7 separate regions of the Mus musculus genome follow, and all the other regions are linked to region 5. Evidence: chromatin contacts called from public Hi-C and HiChIP or PLAC-seq data. All regions are on one chromosome and are shown on one strand. Each heading gives the region's core, a stretch centred on a gene start, on an enhancer-like site or on the middle of the called end of the contact. The rest is flanking DNA. Distances are from core to core; before and after follow the strand shown. Region 1 holds the start of Sema4d (sema domain, immunoglobulin domain (Ig), transmembrane domain (TM) and short cytoplasmic domain, (semaphorin) 4D). Region 2 has its middle 40 kb from the start of Gadd45g. Region 3 overlaps Syk (spleen tyrosine kinase). Region 4 has its middle 23 kb from the start of Sema4d. Region 5 overlaps Gm33116 (a long non-coding RNA gene). Region 6 overlaps Sema4d (sema domain, immunoglobulin domain (Ig), transmembrane domain (TM) and short cytoplasmic domain, (semaphorin) 4D). Region 7 overlaps Syk (spleen tyrosine kinase).

Region 1 (2,700 bases), core at 1-2,500, 450 kb after region 5:
TAGGAAGGGCTTGCTCAGTTTAACTGCTGTCAGCTGCCTGCCTTCCCAACAGCCTCATCCCTGCTGGAAGCCCCTAAGGGCCTTCTGGAATTCAGGAAGCCACCAGTCTGCCTAGAGACTGGTCTTGATCTATTTCTTGGTTCTTCCGGCAGGTTCATTAAGGAACTGGGTTTCCTTTTAGGGAGGGACTGTGTCTCTGGGCAGCACTTCCCACCTGGCCAGTTACTGTGTGAACTGAGGGTCACTTCTCCCTTCAAGGGCAGAAAAGGACATGCCCTGTGGCTGCAGTGTGTGTGTGTGTCTGTGTGTGTGTACCCATGCAATATGCCATGAGGTCAACCCAGGTGTTGTCCACTTAGTTTTAGGAGACAGGGTCCCTTACTGAAATCTGAGTCTGACTTCGGATTAAGTAAGGCAGGCTGGCTGGCCAGTGAACTCCATCCAGGGTTCCACCAATAGTCTCTGCCTCAACACTGGGATTACAACAAAGCACCACTGTCTGGGTTTTTTTTTAATCATAGGTTCTGGAGCACCAACCTCAGAAAGCATGTTAAGGACCTGGCTATGTCTACCCTTTGTACCAACCAACTTCGGAAGGCCCAGAATTAGTTAGAAATGTATCTCATCGGGAGCTGCATACAGGAAGCCTTGGTCCATGGGAAGAACCACCCACACCTTGCATTGAGAACCCCAAAGGGTCTATCCTAGATCATAAAGGTAAGAGCCCAGCATCTCTGGGGTCAACGCTGGTGACCCCAGAGCATGGGGCACAGGAGACTTTGGGGACCTGGACGAGCAGGCTGGATCATTAGGAGGCTGAAAGGATCAAAAGGCTCCTTTTGCTGGTAATCTCCTCTGTTTTCAAGAGACCAGACTTGGGTAGGAAAGAGCCCCTGGGGTCTGGACCATGGGGCTTTGGGGGATGGGGGACGGGGGGGGGGGGACACGGGGGAAGAGGACGAGGGAGTTGGATGAAAAGAGGAAGAGGTGGTGGAAGGTAAATGGGGAAGGAAAGGAAGGGAGGGAGAAAGGAAACAAGAGGGGAGCAGGAGAAAAAGACTGGGGTAGGTGAAGACAGGGGCGGGGCGCGGGAGGGCAAGGAAGAAGGGAGAGAGGTTGGGGTGAGAGGAGGGACTAGGAGGAAGGGGGAGGGGCGAAGGGAGGGAAGAGACGGGAGGGGGAGGGGAGGAGGCGGGAAGGGAGGGAGAGGGGGTGGGGCCTGCACGCTAGCCCCGCGCCCTCCTTCCCCACGCCGGCCTCCGCTCCCTCTCGCGCCGCAGCATCTCCGCGCGTCTCCCGGCCTCCCCGACTCAAGCTCCTGGCGCCGTTCGCCTCTGTCGTCGCTGCCACCAACGCCGCCGCCATTCTTGGCGCGGAGCTGGCCTGGCCAGCCCCCGCCGAGAGCCTCCGCGGGTCGGACGCGCGCTCCAGGTAAGCGACTGGGCCGGCGCGGGAGGAGCGCGCGCGGGGTTGGGCAGGTGCGCGGAGCGCGGCGAGCCCCCGCGGTAAACCTAGGAACCCTGTTGGAGCCTCTCCTGCGACCCCCTCGGGGCTCCCAGGATCCCTCTCCGAGCTTCTTCCCCAGGTTCTCCCACACCGCTAGGACCTAGTCTGCATTCCCACCTGGATGCCCCCGGACTCCCTCTGCGTTCGCATCAGGATCCTTTGGGTCCCCTCTGAGTCCCATCCGGATTCCTCACCCCCCTCTACATTTCCACCGCGTTTTCCAGACCCTCTCTGCAGTTCCACCCCAGCCCGGATCTCTCTCCGGCGTCCCTTCCCTAGCTCCCGCCAGGCCCTGGCAGGCAGGTGGCTGGAGCAGGGACACGGGACAGGCAGCGGATGCGACTTGACCAGCCAGGCCCTGCACGCTGGGACCCCCGGGTGCTGACTCCTTGATCGGTGCCTCCCAGGTCAGGCCCGGTGCCCGTAGCCGGGCTCCCAGCCCCGGCCTAACCAGCTTCTATTTCGGTCTCCCAGGCCTTGGCTCGGGTGCACCGGATGTGGCGCGGTGCACTCAGACAGGTGCGGCCGCGGTGAGGTTGCCACCGCCGGGCAGTGGGCACTGCAAGGCGGTGGCTTCCTGGAAGATTCGGGCTGCGTTATTCTAGAACCGCCCGGAACCACCACCAGCTTTAGCTCGAGCTGCACCTGTTGCTGGCGCCCGATGATTTGCAGGGGGCTGGTTCTGTTGGGGCTCAGCCAGTTATGGCTTGGGGAAAAAAATCAGCCAAAAAACAAAACAGCGCTGAGCACGTAGCTGCCCTCTATATGTTTTCTGTTTAGTCTCTCTGTGGGTGAATGTGGAGTTTTGGCTTTCAATGAAGCATGTGGTGAAGGCCTGCCCCTACATACTGGGTCATTTGCCACATGAACTTGTCCTGCTTTTGTTTTGAAAACCCTCACTGTGTGGAGCACAGCCCAGGCCCGTGGGTGGCCCAACCTCTCACTGGACTGGGGGCCTGTAGCCAGCCATCTGACCCAGCTGTGGGTCTACCAGGCGCTACCAAACGGAAGTTTCCTTCCCAGGAGGGTGAAGTGACACCAGCGGTCTGTCACTTCATATGTGCCCCTGGCGTCTGACTTGTCTCTTGTCTGCCCAGGCAGGCAGGGTTATTTGGGAATGTTTACAGTGTCCCAGAAGCAGGCAGTCTTGGGCAGAGGTGGGGGTAGATCCCGGTAGCGACTATAATGGCCTGA
Region 2 (2,700 bases), core at 55-2,554, 350 kb after region 5:
CTACCCTGGATATTCTGTTACAAATGGACTAAGAATAGCGGTGCTTTGCTGAGTCTAAAGGAAGTGGGCTCTTTTTCTCTGCATCCTCTTCCCGAATAACACCACTCACATCTCTTTCTTCTGTTCTATAAGAGCTACAGTCCAGACATCTGTACCCTACAGTCAGACGCCTCAGCCTGCCCAGTGGGCAGGATTTTAATAAAAGAAACTATCACTCATGTGAGCCACAGAGAGTTGTGTACCAACCAGAGGCTAATCTTTTCTGTGTCTTGAGCTTGTGCAAGTCAGAGAGGAAACAGAACCCCATCTCACAACTTGAAGACAGTCATAGCATTGAAGGTATCCCTGCCTAAGCTGAAGAGTCTTCTGCTCCTGTTTACCTTGGTTTTATGACTCCAGGTCTAGGAAGGGAAGGAGAGGAGGAAACCCGAGGCAATACAACCTCTTCACCACAGACACAACCACAGCCTCCACCATCCAAGGTCCGAGCAAAACAAGTCTCCCCCACCAGGCCGTGCTCCTCAGCCAAGCATTCTCATGTCTGGGAAAGGAATTCGTCTTTCGCAGAAGACATTAGCAAACACAGCCATAAACTTGGAATCCGCAGTCTGACATGTCAGAGGCTCAGAAGAAAGCTTTAACTCCTGAAAGCCGCTCTACCACGTCATCTCTTGAACATCCAGAGTTGAAATGTGGCCGGCGATGGCTGGGTGCCCATCCCATTATGTGCAGACTTAAGCATCTGTGGCATGGTGTTTTCTCAGTCAAACCTTTAAATCAAACTCAGTACACCGGATAGAAAGGCATCCAAGCTATCTCTTGGGGCTGAAAATAGATGCCCAGCACACTTTTGAATTCCATCTATAAAGGGTTTGGGGATAACTTCTCAAGAGCCTGCTAATCTGTTGATCACATCTGAACATTTGTAGCTGCTAACTCTCCTTAAGGCAATCTGAATGGGGATTCAGCAGACTGACCCGCGGCTAAGGCTAAAAATTAAGTACATGTGCAGTTTTGAGCTTCTCCATGTCTCAATTTTATTCGTGTATTTACCTACAAGTGCTGAGCTGATGTCGGAGTTTAATCTCAGCTCTTTCTTCTGTTATAAGAAAAACTTCACAACTTCCTGTTGGCCCGTGACCGTGTATTTATATCTCATGCATATACTCCCATAAAACCCGTAGCTGGAGATGTGTCTGTCACCAGCCAGACTCTGCAAAGACAAGAGAAACTAAGCAGTGTGCCTGTCCCCAAGGTGTCCATAAACATAAGAGCCGGAGGAACTCACTTCCTGTGGAAACAACACAGGCCTCAGTGACTCAGTGTGGCAACAGCTTCTCCCTCTCCTAGCTTGGGTAGGAGGGACCTACTCCACACAGCTGCTCAAAGCCTCTGGGGCTGGCAGACGTTTGGTTTGCTTTTGGTTTTTTTGTTTTGTTTATGAAACAATATTCCCAACTCATGATCCCACTGCCTCAGTTTCTTCCGTGCTGGGATTATAGGTGGGTGCCATAGCTGGCTTTCAATCTCTCTTCACTAGACCCACAGATATAGGGAGGAGAAAACATGAAAGGAGACAGAGAACCAGGGTTTGGGGACCGACTACTCCCACCCACAACCCATATGCAGAGCCACACCGACTGGCAGCCGCAAGGATGCCACTGTGCAGATAAGCCGAGGCCCACAAAGGAAAAGGCAAAGAAAGAACATGAAACTCAACACCATGTGTGAACACCCTCCCACTGGGTGTGAACACACCACTCACTCCACATAGGAACTCGGCACTCATGCCATGTGTGTGAGCGCACACTCCTACCACCTGTATACACACTCTCGCTATGAATGAACTCTCACCACATGTGAACTGGTCAAACACACACATACATCAAGTATGAACATGCGGCTCATGCCACATGTGTATTACACGTGAATGCACACACTCCCACCGCATAAGAACTTGAAAATTTGTACTGCATGTGAGCACACACTCACCACATATGAATACTTCCCACATGTGACCAAACGCTCCCACTGCTCCGGGGCACACACTCACAGTACACGAGCAAACACCAGTCCCAGGAGTCTAATGACCCTAGTGTGACCATGGAATGCCTTTGTCCTCTGTGCTTCTTCAGCTGACACTGAGCTCTTCACAGCAAAGCCTTCTTGCTCCTCAGATTCACACACAAATTTAGAGTGTACATTTTAAAAAAAAAGATTTATTTATTTTATGTATGTGAGTACACTGTCGCTGTCTTCAGACACACCAGAAGAAGGGCATCAGATCCCGTTACAGATGGTTGTGAGCCACCATGTGGTTGCTGGGAATTGAACTCAGGACCTCTGGAAGAGCAGTCAGTGCTCTTAACCACTGAGCCATCTCTCCAGTCCCTGCACATTTTTTTAATCTTTCACCAACACAGCACAAATAGCAGAGCAGGTAGATAAAGTAATTTCTCCATAGACAGTGTGAGGTGGGTGTGTGTTTCTGTGTGTGTATGTGTGTGTGTGTGTGTGTGTGTGTGTGTGTGTGTGGTATGTGTATGTGTGTATGGTGTATGTGTATATATGTGTGTGTGTGTGTATATGTACATATGTATATATGTGTGTAGTGTGTGTGCATATGTGTATGGTGTATGTGTGTATACATATGTGGTGTGTGTGTGTGTGTGTATGTATGTGTTTGTGTTACTCTAATGA
Region 3 (2,700 bases), core at 194-2,693, 400 kb before region 5:
ACCCAAAAACAAACAAACAAACAAACGAAAAAAAAAAAACAAACAAGAAACGGCCATGGGCTGGGGAGATAACCCAGTGTAAAAAGCGCATGCAAGAGTGAGGTTAAGAGTTCAGATCCCCAGAACCCACAGAAAGTTGGATAGCAGATGTCTGCAACCCCAGGGCTTCTAGGGGAGAATCTATGGAGATTCGTGGGGCCAGCAGTGAATCCCCAGAGGCGGTTTGAAACAAGGTGAAAGGTAAGAGGTGACATCCAAGGGTTGTCCCTTGGCCTCTATATATGTGCTGTGTCAGGAGTACCTGCACACACACACACACACACACACACACACACACACACACACATCAAGATAAATAGCTAGTACCATTTTTCTCCTTCTTGTGAAAATTTTATCACAGGTGCAAATTTTCCTTCTTTCTTTCTTTCTTTCTTTCTTTCTTTCTTTCTTTCTTTTGGGGTTTATTTGTTTGTTTGTTTGTTTGTTTGTTTTTGTTTTTTCGAGACAGGGTTTCTCTGTGTAGCCCTGGCTGTCCTGGAACTCACTCTGCAGACCAGGCTGGCTTCCAACTCAGAAATCCGCCTGCCTCTGCCTCCCAAGTGCTGAGATTAAAGGCGTGTGCCACAACTGCCCGGCAGGTGTAAATTTTCAAATCACACATAGCTGATGTTTATTCTTTCATTTAAACCACAGTTTGTTAGAATACTTTCAAGAGTTCAACACGATCTATGTGATATTTTTGTGAGAAATTGAAAAAGATCTGTATTTTCGAAACATGTTGAGGCTTGCTTAAAAGTAACAAAGCCCAGTGGGAGAGAAGTGTTTCTTTCCCTTTAACTCTGAGCTTGAACAACTCGTGTGCTTCAGACCGGCCATGGGGGTGCTCACCTGTGAGCCCCAGAGCCCCAGAGGTGGATACAGGAGGATCGTTGGTTTAAGATCATCTTTAACGTCCTCTGAATATAACACCTGCTCTTTCCATCTGATCAGCTATGCCTTTTGCAAGAGAGAAGAAAGACCAGCTTCAAATGCTGGTGCTCCTCCATATAAGGAAGGGGTGGAGATGCTCACTGGACTGTTACCCTGATTCCTGGAACTCCCCCCGGCGCTTCCCAGTCATCTGTGTGAGATCCTGTCCTAACTGAACATAGACGCACGGTCTTGGGAGGTGCTAGAGCATACGACTGTGAAAGCTAACAGGAGCCCGAGAGGGGGCATCTAGGGGACCCTACATCCTGTAGAGGCCACCATCCACACTGAGGCCCAGACTTCTCAGCGGCACACGCAGCTCCTGTGAGTAACCCCCACATGCGTGCCCAGTCACTGGTTCCCCAAATTGGACTTCGGGGATTGTTCTCTGGTTTGTGGTTGGTGCTCTGTATGATGGTAATGATTCCATACAGTACACAAGAGATTCTTTCTACAGCTGTTCTTTTACAGACAGAGGAACCATGCCCCACTGCCTGTGAACCCCGGTGTAGTGGACAGCAATGGAGAATGGTCCAGGCTGAGGAAAGCCCCGAATTGTGAAATATTCAACCAGCTTCAACAAAGTTCCCCTGTTGTGACACACATACAGCCTGCTGCAGTGTCATGTGGTTTCCCAGCTAGGTTCTGCCTACATGCATAAAGGAATACAAAGTTTCTTTATGATATTGCAAATGAGCCTCTGGGCCCAGAATTTAAAAAATAAAAATACATTGCTTTGCTTTTTTTTTTTCTTTGAGTCCGGGTCTTACATAATCCACTGTGGCTTGAAACTAGCTGTATAGTAGGAGATGACCTTAAACTTCTGATCCCCCTGTCTCTACCTCTGGGGCTCTGGGGGGCCACAGGTGTGTACACAACATGCCCAATCAGAAGCACACATTCTGTTCAAGCTCAGAGTTAAAGAGAAAGAAACACTTCTCTCCCACTGGGCTTGGTTACTTTTAAGCAAGCCTCAATGTGTTTCGAAAATATGGATTTTTTTTTATTCCCTCACAAAAACATCACATGGATCATGCTGAACTCTTGAAAGTATTCTAGCAAAATGTGGCTTAAAAGAAAGAACAAACATTAACTAGGTATGCTTTGAAAAATTACCTGTGGTAAAATTTCCACAAGCATGAGAAGTTGTTTCTTTTGTTGAACCTTCAAACCGATGAATCAAAACAGAACTATTCAGGAAATGGGCCGTGTGGGGGCTCAGGTGGTAAAGATACTCTCTGCCAAGCTTGGTGGCTGGAGCTTGATCCCCAAACCACATGCATGTACGTACACACACACACACACACACACACACACACACACCTAACAAATACACTAGGTCAAATAACAGAATTAGTGGGACACACACACACAGGAAAGTACACACAGCTAGTGTGGTGATCTAGAACACAGCCTGTGGCCTGACAGGAGGATTTAGATATTATCATCACCCTAGAAGCCTCTCTGGGCCCTCCCGGGAACATGGGAGGCTCCATTCTGTCATCTCTAGCCACCTATTTTGGCTTTCATAGTTGGGTCTATCATTACATCTGTGGTGTGAGGCAGGGATCTAAATTAAGAAGTTAGAAAAGGTTTCTTGATTCCTCTAGACATTTAAAAAAGAAAATACCACGTCTTCTAGAAAAGCAGAGGGGAAAGATAATATCCCACTAATTCTAAGAGGCTACTATTGTTCCAATTCCTGACTGTTTACGGTGGCCCAGGAAGAGA
Region 4 (2,700 bases), core at 10-2,509, 420 kb after region 5:
TGCCTACAGGACCTACAGATACTGGGGCAGTAATGGCCATGCCTAGCTATAGTTTGAAAGAAGGACACCAAGACTCAAATCTGGGCTGTTCTAGGTACTGCCTCCTGGTCAAGTGTATGCTATGCGGGTTTTATGATTTTTGTAAATGACTTAATTCCTCTAAAAAGAAACGAGTTCCTTGTTCGGGGAAATGGTCCCAAATGGAGCTGGGCAGAGCATTTAGTCAGTAAAGTACTTGCCTTGCAGGCATAAAGAACTGAGTTCAGTTCCAGCAGCTACAGAATAAAAAGCTAGATGTGGTGATTTGCCCTAGCAATCTAAGTGCCGGAGGGGCCAGGCAGCCTAACCAGTGAGTCCCTGGGTCAGTGGGAAAACCAGCTCAAAAAATAGATAGTTCCTGAGTTCTCTAGCTGAAAAACAGACAGACGACAGGCAGGCAGGCAGGCAGGCAGGCAGGCAGGCAGGCAGGCAGACAGACAGACAGACAGACAGACAGACACACACACACACACACACACACACACACACACACACACACACACACAGCAGTATATGTTCACAAAAAAAGGAAAGAAAAGGAAGGAAAACTGTCCCATGAAGTGGAATGGGGAAGCCTGACTCAATCACACTACTGCCTACTGCCTCAGATGGTCAAGTTCAGAAGCAATCAGTGAGGCCCTAAGACAGCAGCATAGACAGTGATCCACAGTCCATGGCTCTCTGCAGACAGAGCCTAATGCAGGCAAGTGGCTGTTCTTATCAAGTGTCTATAGCTGCTTCTGAGAGGCCTGGTGCTCACACCAGGCTAAAATTCACCAAGCAAGTCCTATGGTCTTAAAAACAAAAACAAAGCAAAAAATCAAGCATGGTTTCCGAATCTTGCTTTCCGGTCAACCATGGAACCTGAGGGTCAAGAACAAAACTAGGCAGCCATGAAGAATGCTCTCTGCTGTTGGCTGGGGAGCCCAATTTCATTGTGGACTTGCCTTGATTCTATTTCAAAGACCAGATAGAAATGTGTGCCGGAATTATCTTTCCTTCAGTCGTGTAAATGACATCATGGCATAGAAACGTACTTGTGTTCATTTAGAAAGAGCAGAAATTGTATTCCCACCCCCCTCAACGTGATGAATGCCATCTTAGGAAAATCGGGCCCAGAGCAGCCAGCCATCTGGCAAGGCTTGTTATTATGCATGGCCCAACCTCATGCGTGTTATCCTGGGTGTGCACACATGTTATGTGTTTACGGCAGGAGCCCCTGGGCTGCTCTCTTGCCTTGAAGACTGTAAGCAAAGAGGTGGGTCTAAATCATAGCTCTGTCCTACCCTGTGCAAAGCAGTGTCTCTTAACTGTGTCCCTGGTTGGGGATGTCACCAATTATAGTCTGAAAACATGCTGCATTGTGTCCAGCCAGGCCAAGAGGCAGCCCTTTCTGCTCTGGAAAATGGCTGTTCCCGCCAGCCCTTCAGCTGCCTCCTGCCTGGCAGCCTGCCTATGATAGATAGCTCCTCTGCAGATGGTCCAAGTTACCAGACAGAGCCAGGCTCAGAACTACCCATGGACCTAAGATGACTTCTCTCTGATCTATTCTTCTGGGAGCATGATTCCAGAGAAACCTATCAGTTTGCCTCTGAGATCCCATAAATCCTCGCCTGGAGTTCTTCATTTGGATGTCACCCTTCTGTGTCGCTGTCATATCAGACAACTCTTGACACAGGGCTGAGGGCCTCCTTCCCATCCCATGAGAACAGGAAGCACTGTTGTGTCTGGGTCTCCCACTGAAGCCGGATGGAGCTCATGAGTGACTCATTATTTTCTGTACGTTTATTTATATTCTAACTGATAAACACAATACTTTAAAGTCAGAAGACCTTCGCCTCGGGAGGATGAGGCAAGGCAAGGAAATAAAGTGCTGGAAGTTATTAAAGGACAGAGAAGAAAGCAAAGCAAAACCAGCTGGGAACAGAAAATAAGGAAGTTGAGGAGAGTAAGCAGGTACCTTGTAGTCTCAGCTACCGGAGAGGCTGAGGCAGGGGGAGCTCTTGAGCCAGGGTGTTTAAGACTAGACTAGGTGTGATGATTTGACTAGGTTTGGCCCAGGGAGTGGCACTATTTGGAGGTGTGACCCTGTTGGAGTGGGTGTGGCCTTGGAGTGGGTATGTCACGGTGGGCGTGGCCTTTAAGACCCTCATCCTAGCTGCCTGGAAGCCAGTATTCTGCTAGCAGCCTTCAGATGAAGATGTAGAACTCTCAACTCCTCTTGTACCAAGCCTTCCTAGATGCTACCATGTTCCTGCCTTGATGATAATGGACTGAACCTCTGAACCTGTAATCCAGCCCCAATTAAATGGTGTCCTTATAAGAGTTGCCTTGGGATGGGCAGTGGTGGCACACACTTTGGGAGGCAGAGGCAGGTGGATTTCTGAGTTCGAGGCCAGCCTGGTCTACAGAATGAGTTCCAGGACAGCCAGAGCTATACAGAGAAACCCTGTCTCAAAAAAAAAAAAAAAAAAGAGTTGCCTTGGTCATGGTGTTTGTTCACAGCAGTAAAACCCTAACTAAGACACTAGGGCAACAAAGTAAGACTCCGAGAGGCGGGGTGGGGGTGGGGGGTGGAGCAGGGGGTTGGGGGGCGCTTGGCAGTTAAGGCATTTGTTGCTCTTCCAGAGGACCCAAAGTTGGTTCCCAGCATCTATATGG
Region 5 (2,700 bases), core at 57-2,556:
AGATTATATCACTCTTGGAGTATTGTCTAAATTCCATATCTTCTGAAACCCTTCATGTCTCTAGAATATGTAGCTTGAGGAATGAAGATATACATACTCAGTGGCCCAGAGTGCCCAATGAAGGTCCATAGCTAACCAATCAAAATAGAGAGCGGTCAGCAATATCTCAGACCCCCTGCCAGCGGAGGGGGTGCTTCTGATGTGGATCTCTGGAACAAGGGAAAGAGAGACAGACAAACAGACAGACAGACACACACACACACACACAGAGAGAGAGAGAGAGAGAGAGAGAGAGAGAGAGAGAGAGAGAGAGAGAGACCGGGCCTGCCATAGGCATTTGGAAGCCTAGATTGGGATGTTACATAATCACAGATAAAGAGGGACAGATTTCCAACATGAATAAATAGCAACAATGACAAACATGTCTATTTTGATTTCCTGGGAAATATTGTCCTTTTTTGAAGTTTATTGTGTACTCACAGATGCACGCCCAAAGACATCTTTTTCAAGAGAATTTTTAGAGTACACTAAACAATGTCAAATTGAATACATTCTATTTTTGAATTCCTGCACCTAGCTGCAGTGGGAAAAAGCTTTCACATCTATCAGCAGGAATGTTCCAGATTCAACAAGCAATTCGGTGACTTTTTATGTGCATTGCTTTTTTTAGACCCCAGCTTACTATTTATGTGGTCAATGGAAACAGTGGTCAGCACTGAAGAGAAAACACCACATGGCAAACAGTGAAGAATTATGCCCGAGGAAGACTAGGCAAGCTTGTTGTCCTTCCCCCACTATAGAAGGGCATGGGCTCAATTTGTCTTTTTTTTCCCCCCCGAGACAGGATTTCTCTGTATAGCCCTGGCTGTTCTGGAACTCACTTTGTAGACCAGGCTGGCCTCAAACTCAGAAATCCACCTGCCTCTGCCTCCTGAGTGCTGGGATTAAAGGTGTGTGCCACCACGCCCGGCCCAAGTTGTCTCTTAATGTATAGGAACAAGTCACATAGGACATTGAAAATCCTCTTGCTTTACTCTGTTCTGTAGCTTAGACATGTATCAAAATTACACTATCAAATCCAAAACCTTGGTACTAAGAATCCAAGTGTCCAGTGTGCTTCTCTTTGCTGATATGAAAAAAACAAAACAAACAAACAAACAAACAAAAAAACAACCTGACTAAATTCACCTTGGGGAGGAAAGGATTTATTTCATCTTACATTTCCACATCATAGCCCCTTGTCCCAAGGGCATGAATCTAAAGGCAGAAACCAAGAAGAAATGCTGCATAATAGCTTGCTAAGTTTGCTTTCTTATATGACTCAATACTACATTAATCATCAGCCAAGAAAATGCCCTTACAGACTTGTCCACAAGCCAATCTGATGGAGGAAATTTCTCAATTGAACTTTCCTTTTCTCAGGAAACTCTAGTTTATGTCAAGTTGACAAAAACTAACCAGCACACCAAGGGATACTCTTTCACAGAGTTCTTAACTCAACCCATCAAGTAAGTAGAAACAAGTCCTTGTAGCTCAGAGTGAACACCGGTCTGGAGTATGCTCTATGGTGAATGTTTCTCAAAATCTAGCTTGCACATAAGAATCAGGTCAACTGCTTGGGACTGAGGAGAAGGTAATCTTTCTTTCCACTAAAGATCTCACTGCCCCTGAGGTCTTTTGCTTCCAACTCTACTTTAAAGTTTATCACCAGAATTCTAAATCACACATGGCCTTGATGTTGCCTTTTTCATTCTAGTTTCTCCCCCTCAAGCCATGACCTCTACAGTCACTCTCAGGACGTGATGGACGCCAGAAGAAATGGGAACCTCAAGACTGTCAACAGAAAGTCAACAGGCAACTCAAGGCCAATGAATGACCAGTTAATGAACAAGACAGCAGATATGGCCATATTCAAAATTCCAAGTCCTAAGTTTGGGATGCTCGATAGGGAATAGTTTAGGTGATTTTGGTACCCCAGACAACATTTTATTTGTGTTTGTGCATGTCTCTATGTGTGCAAATGTCTATGCACCTGTGTGTGAATGCATGTGCAGGCCCGAAGACAACCTTGGGTATTATTCCTTAGAAACTGTTCAGCTTGGTTTTTGTTGTTACTTGAGACAGGATCTCTCACTGGGACATGGAGCTTGCTTATTCTGTTCCTAGTATCCAGGGATCCTTCTATTTCTGCCTCACAAGCACAAGGATTATAAGTATACACTACCGCACCTAGTTTCTTATGTGGGTGTTGAGGCTTGAACTAAGATCCTCAAACTGCCAAGGCAAGCACTTAGTCAACTAAGTCATCTCCCCAGGTCCCTGTTTCAAATATTTCATACCTAGTTTTTGCCTTCAATGAGCAGAGCATCTAGTAGGTAGACCAGTTGCCCCATCTCTTTTCCACTGCCAACCAGATTTCAATAGAGCCTTTTGCAGTGATCTGTGAGAATAGGATACTGAGAATCCAAGACTGAGATATCTAGACTTCCATGATATCTGGCCACCTCAAAGGCTTTTTCTCTCCTTGAGTTGAGTCATCAGGGAGGTAACATCTCACCTGAGTCCACATACTTTCAAGCCATATAGAGAATCATTTAGTTTGCCCTCCCCATACCCTAAACCCCAGAAGGCACAGCACCCCCTTCAGGATACACTGAGTATCTGTAGCCAACTGAAGTATTCATGATTGTTAACCTTGTT
Region 6 (2,700 bases), core at 57-2,556, 510 kb after region 5:
TGTTTAGCTTTAAAACGACTGCAATCTGGACTGTGGTGGCGCACACCTTTAATCCCAGCACTTGGGAGGCAGGGGCAGGCAGATTTCAGAGTTCGAGGCCAGCCTGGTCTACAGAGTGAGTTCCAGGACAGCCAGGGCTATACAGAGAAACCCTGTCTCAAAAAACAAACAAAAATTGATCGCAAGAGATAAGAGAGGGGCTGAGGTAGACCTTAGAGGAGGACTGCTGATCCGGTGTGAACCAGCCTCCACGTTCTGTCTCAGAACTAACTACCTAAAATCAACCAAGACTCGGGATGAGCACCCATTTAATTCTTATGACTATGTTGTCTGTGGGTTTCCCTTGGTTTCCTTGGGAAGATGAAGGGGGCACAGATCTGAAATTAGGACTGATGAACTGGCTTGGCCAGCAAAAGGAGCTTGCTGCCCATCTCAATGACCTGAATTGGATCCCCGGGTCCCACAAGGTAGGAGAGAACCTGCTCCTACAAGTTGCCCTTGGACTTCCACATGTGCTGTAATGTGAATGTGCCCACACATGGACATATGCAATAAATAAAGTCTTATTTACTTTTTTAAACATCTGAAAAGAATAATACGACTTGGTTAGACTGGTTTCGTTTTTGTGGCTGGTTCTCATGTAGTCCAGGCTGGTCTTGAATCCACTCTGCAGCCACAGATGATCTTGAATTCTGGATGGAGGGCTGGGATTACAGGCTCACACCACCGTGCCCAGTTTATGCGGTGCTGAGGATAGGTCCCAGGGCCTTTTGCATGCCAGGCAAGCTTTCTAACTGAGCCTAGTGATAAGTTTTCTAATGTATGGACTCTGCTCTCTGCGATGGGGCAGTATGCTTAGACATGGCTGTGGTGGCTGAGTGTGGCGACACACACCTGAAATCTCCAGCACTGGGAAGACTGAGGCAGGAGGATATCGAGTTTGAAGCTCGTACGGACTACTTAGCCTGACCAAAATTGCTTTTATTTGTCTGTCTGTTTGTTTGTTTATATTTTAATGTGAATTGGTGTTTTGCCTGTATATATGTCTATGTGAGGTTGTCAGATCTTGAGCTATAGACAGTGGTGAGCCACCCTGTGGGTACTAGGAATTGAACTCAGGTCTTCTGGAAAAACAGCCAGTAGTAGTAGCCAGTGCTCTAAACCTCTCCAAGCCACCTCTCTGGCCTGATTTTTTTTTTTTTTTAAAGGAGAAGGAAAGAAAAGAGAAGTGGTTATTTGTGGTGTCTGTGGTGAGGTGAGCAAGCAAGCGCACCAGCTGACCCAGGCTTCCCCTTTGCTGGCTGCCCAGCACCTCACTTCTGGTGCAGTGAACAAGCCCCGCAGGAACTGGATAGAGAGGTCATCTGCTTGGGGCCCTAAGGAGTTTGTATTTAGTGCCTGTCTGAAACCCAAGCGCCCCGTGAGGGTGGAGGACCCAGGGGCTTGACTCTTAGTCTCTCATTACTTTCAGAGATGTCTTCCTGAAGCTTCCATTCTAAAGGTGCCAGGAACAACCCCAGAGACTCACGGCACAGGTAAATCATTCCGTGTATGATTTCTATGTCCAGGTCGGTAAGCGATACCTTGTAGAAGCCTCCATTGGGTCTGGTGGACTGTCAGGTATCTTGTTCCTATATCTTCATTGGAGCCAAGACTGCTGTCCCTCAGGGCGGCACCAGGCTTTGATGCTAGACAGTGAGGTTCCTAGATGGTCTTCCCTTCCCTGTCTCCATGTCCTCCTCCAACTCCCATCCCTCCCAAGTGATGGCTGCTAATGGTATGATGGTTCTGTGTGCACCTCACGTGTGCTTGCTCTACTCTTTAGGGGTATAGCATAGCATGTGTCCATCATGTCCCTGTGTGTATGTGTGTGTGTGTGTGTACCTGTGTGTTCATGGCTCTACATCTGTGTGATAAGTTGTCTATATGCCTGTGTGTCCTACATCACCGTGCTTAACTGTGTGTGATTGTGTGTCCTGTGCCACTTGTGTCCCTGTGGGTGTGTATCTGTATGATGACCAGCACTTCCTCTCATGAACTTGGTGTGGACCATGCCAGCCGTACTACACCTTCCTGCAGTGAGGCATAGCACTTGAGAGATGGCTCTCTACACGGGATTTGGGATGCATTTTAGTTGGACAAAGCTAAGAGAAGGAACCAGAATAAGTATAAAACTCCTCTTCCCTCTGCTTCTTCTCACAGCCTGCCAAGGCTGTGGTAAAGGAGTAGGGCCCTATTGGGAATGTGCGAGCCAGTTATACACATTCAGTTTCCATGGCTATCTGGGTGTAATTTGGGCAGGGGCCTTGTATGTGTGAGTCCAGTCATGTGCATGCAATGGCTTACCTGTGGAGATTAGAGCATAACTTTCAGAGTTGGTTCTCTCTCTCCATCATGGGTACCAAGGATTGTGACCCAAGTCCTTAAGCTTGCAGAGTGGCCTGCGTCATCTCAGTAGCCAAGGCCTCATTATTCCTGAAGAAGTCTGCAGTTGGCGCTGAGGTTCTGAGTATCAGCTTGTTTCTTCTCCTTCTCCTTCTCCTTCTCCTTCTCCTTCTCCTTCTCCTTCTCCTTCTCCTTCTCCTTCTCCTTCTCCTCCTCCTCCTCCTCCTCCTCCTCTTCCTCCTCCTCCTCCTCTTCCTCCTCCTCCTTCTTCCCCTCTTCCTCTTTGACCATCTGTTTTTGAATTTTGTTGGTCTA
Region 7 (2,700 bases), core at 141-2,640, 380 kb before region 5:
ATGAACTCAAAAAGGTCACCCCAGATGTAAGTAAACATGAGTTATGATAAAAGAGGCATCGGATAAGAGAGAGACATGGAGGAAAATTATATGTATACCTGGATATGCTCAGTATTAAAACTATGAGATGGGATACAAACTAGCGATGATGCATGGAACGCTTAAAGAAACAAAACAGGAATCAGCAACCAACCAACGAGATGCTCCTAAAAATGCCGAGGAACAATTGTGAAAAGTAAACAAACCCTACTCCAAATTTAATTTCTGGACATTGAAAGATGTAACTATTTTTTAAAAGTTAATGAGCAAAAAAAGGACAGATTAGACAGAGATCAAACAAAAGTTAATATGAGAAGAAACATGGTGACAGGCCCACGTGACATGGGGGAGGAGAGGCAACAGACATTAAGCAGGCTGGAGAGGCTGCAGTAAGGAGCCCACACTTCCTCTGAAGGACAAGGGGAAGGTAGGCGTTCTTTAGAGTTGATTGGAAACATCGGTGGATGTAGGGAGCACAGGTCTACCACAGTCCCCAGCTTGTCTCCGAACTTGACCCAGTTAATCTTCACAATGGAACATTGTGGATGGTGGAACAGGAAAGCAGACATTGATCTACAGGGAGCACTTAACTTGACTCCCAGCAGATTCTTGAAACTAGAGGGTACTGAACTAAGTACCACATAAGCGCAGCTTCTCTTGGGCATCATTAGTCTTCGTCTGGAGCCATTACTAAGTAAAGTAAGGGTTTTAACACAGTTGCCACGACATCATAGGGACCTCCCTTCCCATAGCTGGTCACATGCAACATGTTCTGGCAATACTGGGTCACTAAGGCTCTCACAGATACTTCTTCGGCTAGGGCATGCCCTTCCTCAGCTAACCTCCTCTTTCTCTCTCAGAGCCCCTTGGACGTCCTCAGAGAGGTCCTCCCGTTGCAACACTATACAAGTTAAGATTACAGCTGTTGAAGACAAGAGGCCAGTCCTTGCTCCCAAGACACCCAGAATGGATGGAAAGTTATAGAGAGACATTGAGTGTTGACTTCTGACCCCTCCCTAACACACACACACACACACACACATGCGTGCATACATGAACATAGATGCTCATGAATATGTATATACATAAACACATATTTTATGAGACACCATGGCAGGAAGTGGCATGTTATCGTGTCACAGGCTCTGTAGCATGTGAACCTGGATGGCTGGCATCTTCCCTGACGTAGAAAGCATGATGATGTATGCTTATCTACTCAGACACACGGCTCTCTTGTTGAATGAATAACTGCTTCTGTGTTCCTTTTTGTTCTTCTTCTTTGCACAATGTATGTCACAAGTCAGAAAATAGGAACTGTGGCTCACACAGCAGTTGAGTGACTTCCTGGCTTGATGACAGCACAAATAGGAAATTTACAGCTCTGAGGAATACAATGGTAGCCTGCTGCCTCCACAGCTGCCCTAGAGACTCCTATACTTTGTGCATTTCTGTCAGCAGCCCCTGTAGGCTCAGGCTGAAGGCCTAAAGTTTTATTCACTCTTGAATTCCTCAGTGTGAAGGGGCCTCGGAGGATGAAGGATGTGGTAAAGAGTCTGGCCTGTCAAAGTGGCACTTCAAACCGTGTGAGTGCAGGTAGGCTGTGCTTGCTTTTCAGTGAGGAGGGAGCTTTGGTGCCTACTCCCGTTGACTTGGTCTTCCCTGTCATTCCTCCACAGGCAGCTGGGAAATTACGGTGGGAAATGAACAGAGGGTGAGGAAGGAAAGAGAAGAGGGGAAGGCTTCCAGAACCTTCTGGGCTCACACCTGAGAGAAGGCAGCAGGGCATTACTACTAACACGGGATTCAAGAGTGCATCCCATCCCAAAATGGAGGACTTGCTGTACACTGGACCATAAACAGATCCAGTCTTCTGTTTCTACCAAGATCTCCTGTGTGGCCATCTCAGCTTTCTCCTTGCTGTAGTGAGCACTAAGAACAAGACGGATAGTGGAGATGGATGAGGTGTGCTCTGTGCACGAGTTCACACCCAGCAGGGGTGTGTACAGAAGTGACACAGAGACCTTGCCGAGTACCTCATGACAGGACTGAGAGGACACGGGTCTGTCTTAGCATGCGTGGCATGGAAGATGGCACACAGAGTGACCTGTGCATCTTGTATTATACTCACAGAACAGCCACACACAAGATACCTGCCCAGATTCGGGACTTTGAATGGCCCATCCCAACATGTACCCCATCTATGAACTGCCGGGCTGGTCCTATAGATCCAAAGCTACAGGATCTCCATGACATAGGGCAACACCAGGATATCTGAGAGGAATCCCAGTGAGGTTCCAGTGTTAAGAGAGTAGCAGAAGCCAGAGGCTTTGTACAAGACCAACAAGTCATTGCAATGAATATTTGCAAGCACAGAAGTGTGAACAAAAGGGTATGCTCTGGGACACACTGTGACATACTACAGCTTCCATGAGATCTTTTTTTCCTCTGTTGGCAGGGAGTTTGAAAGGGTGGGGGAGGGTACAAGGGAAGGGGGAGATAAGAGAGATTGGGGAGCATGATTTAAAAGTCACAAAGAACCAACAAAAGGTTTTTAAAAAGAGAAATGATTAAGATAATCTAAAAATAATCTTCATTTTACTCTTTTCTTTTTTTACGTCTCTGTGTGCTTTGCCTGCACATGTGTCTGTGCACCATATGAAT

What was found. Hi-C and Micro-C count contacts between places; a contact is called where the count stands out from the background. HiChIP or PLAC-seq counts read pairs in DNA pulled down with a chosen protein or histone mark.
Region 1: a Hi-C map of bone marrow-derived macrophages shows a contact between it and region 5, with 22 read pairs. The contact joins the promoter of Sema4d here to the enhancer-like site in region 5. A contact is called at or near these places in 10 of 39 promoter capture datasets (the 3T3-L1 cell line, cranial neural crest, embryonic stem cells and 6 more), 1 of 484 Hi-C or Micro-C datasets (bone marrow-derived macrophages), 15 of 115 datasets of contacts at active chromatin or transcription factors (the 230-238 cell line, astrocytes, differentiating embryonic stem cells and 9 more) and 1 of 9 other capture datasets (embryonic stem cells).
Region 2: a contact with region 5 is called in a Hi-C map of bone marrow-derived macrophages, with 23 read pairs. The contact joins two enhancer-like sites. A contact is called at or near these places in 6 of 484 Hi-C or Micro-C datasets (the N1E-115 cell line, bone marrow-derived macrophages, embryonic fibroblasts and 3 more), 4 of 115 datasets of contacts at active chromatin or transcription factors (embryonic basal ganglia, extraembryonic endoderm stem cells, liver and 1 more) and 1 of 9 other capture datasets (embryonic stem cells).
Region 3: a contact with region 5 is called in a Hi-C map of bone marrow-derived macrophages, with 23 read pairs. The contact joins two enhancer-like sites. A contact is called at or near these places in 5 of 484 Hi-C or Micro-C datasets (bone marrow-derived macrophages, double positive thymocytes, ganglionic eminence and 2 more) and 6 of 115 datasets of contacts at active chromatin or transcription factors (bone marrow-derived macrophages, embryonic basal ganglia, embryonic fibroblasts and 3 more).
Region 4: a contact with region 5 is called in a Hi-C map of bone marrow-derived macrophages, with 30 read pairs. The contact joins two enhancer-like sites. A contact is called at or near these places in 2 of 484 Hi-C or Micro-C datasets (bone marrow-derived macrophages and neutrophils) and 5 of 115 datasets of contacts at active chromatin or transcription factors (embryonic basal ganglia, embryonic stem cells, extraembryonic endoderm stem cells and 1 more).
Region 6: a contact with region 5 is called in an H3K4me3 HiChIP or PLAC-seq map of bone marrow-derived macrophages, with 3 times the contacts expected there. The contact joins two enhancer-like sites. A contact is called at or near these places in 7 of 484 Hi-C or Micro-C datasets (CD4 T cells, bone marrow-derived macrophages, cerebellum and 4 more), 9 of 115 datasets of contacts at active chromatin or transcription factors (bone marrow-derived dendritic cells, bone marrow-derived macrophages, embryonic stem cells and 5 more) and 1 of 9 other capture datasets (embryonic stem cells).
Region 7: a contact with region 5 is called in a Hi-C map of bone marrow-derived macrophages, with 21 read pairs. The contact joins two enhancer-like sites. A contact is called at or near these places in 6 of 484 Hi-C or Micro-C datasets (the CH12 cell line, bone marrow-derived macrophages, double positive thymocytes and 3 more) and 5 of 115 datasets of contacts at active chromatin or transcription factors (bone marrow-derived macrophages, embryonic basal ganglia, embryonic fibroblasts and 2 more).

The regions. Positions count from the first base shown.
Region 1 is chr13:51,792,228-51,794,927 of GRCm38.p6, reverse strand. It overlaps Sema4d (sema domain, immunoglobulin domain (Ig), transmembrane domain (TM) and short cytoplasmic domain, (semaphorin) 4D), which reads left to right and starts at 1,250. Exons shown (of 16, transcript NM_013660.5): 1 at 1,250-1,431.
Region 2 is chr13:51,884,880-51,887,579 of GRCm38.p6, reverse strand. No RefSeq gene overlaps it. Among named protein-coding and RNA genes, the nearest start is that of Gadd45g, 40 kb to the right of the region's middle. Within about 2 kb of position 1,304, at least 95 of the 459 cell types and tissues checked have an H3K27ac peak or open chromatin away from gene starts, as enhancers often do. A contact at or near this core is called in bone marrow-derived macrophages, where this site is marked.
Region 3 is chr13:52,635,169-52,637,868 of GRCm38.p6, reverse strand. The region is part of intron 9 of Syk (spleen tyrosine kinase); the gene reads right to left. Among named protein-coding and RNA genes, the nearest start is that of Syk, 40 kb to the right of the region's middle. Within about 2 kb of position 1,443, at least 65 of the 459 cell types and tissues checked have an H3K27ac peak or open chromatin away from gene starts, as enhancers often do. A contact at or near this core is called in bone marrow-derived macrophages, where this site is marked.
Region 4 is chr13:51,815,425-51,818,124 of GRCm38.p6, reverse strand. No RefSeq gene overlaps it. Among named protein-coding and RNA genes, the nearest start is that of Sema4d, 23 kb to the right of the region's middle. Within about 2 kb of position 1,259, at least 84 of the 459 cell types and tissues checked have an H3K27ac peak or open chromatin away from gene starts, as enhancers often do. A contact at or near this core is called in bone marrow-derived macrophages, where this site is marked.
Region 5 is chr13:52,238,472-52,241,171 of GRCm38.p6, reverse strand. The region is part of intron 3 of Gm33116 (a long non-coding RNA gene); the gene reads right to left. Among named protein-coding and RNA genes, the nearest start is that of Gm33116, 6.0 kb to the right of the region's middle. Within about 2 kb of position 1,306, at least 11 of the 459 cell types and tissues checked have an H3K27ac peak or open chromatin away from gene starts, as enhancers often do. A contact at or near this core is called in bone marrow-derived macrophages and pancreatic cancer cells, where this site is marked.
Region 6 is chr13:51,733,342-51,736,041 of GRCm38.p6, reverse strand. The region is part of intron 2 of Sema4d (sema domain, immunoglobulin domain (Ig), transmembrane domain (TM) and short cytoplasmic domain, (semaphorin) 4D); the gene reads left to right. Among named protein-coding and RNA genes, the nearest start is that of Sema4d, 59 kb to the left of the region's middle. Within about 2 kb of position 1,306, at least 79 of the 459 cell types and tissues checked have an H3K27ac peak or open chromatin away from gene starts, as enhancers often do. A contact at or near this core is called in bone marrow-derived macrophages, where this site is marked.
Region 7 is chr13:52,613,856-52,616,555 of GRCm38.p6, reverse strand. The region is part of intron 3 of Syk (spleen tyrosine kinase); the gene reads right to left. Among named protein-coding and RNA genes, the nearest start is that of Syk, 18 kb to the right of the region's middle. Within about 2 kb of position 1,390, at least 49 of the 459 cell types and tissues checked have an H3K27ac peak or open chromatin away from gene starts, as enhancers often do. A contact at or near this core is called in bone marrow-derived macrophages, where this site is marked.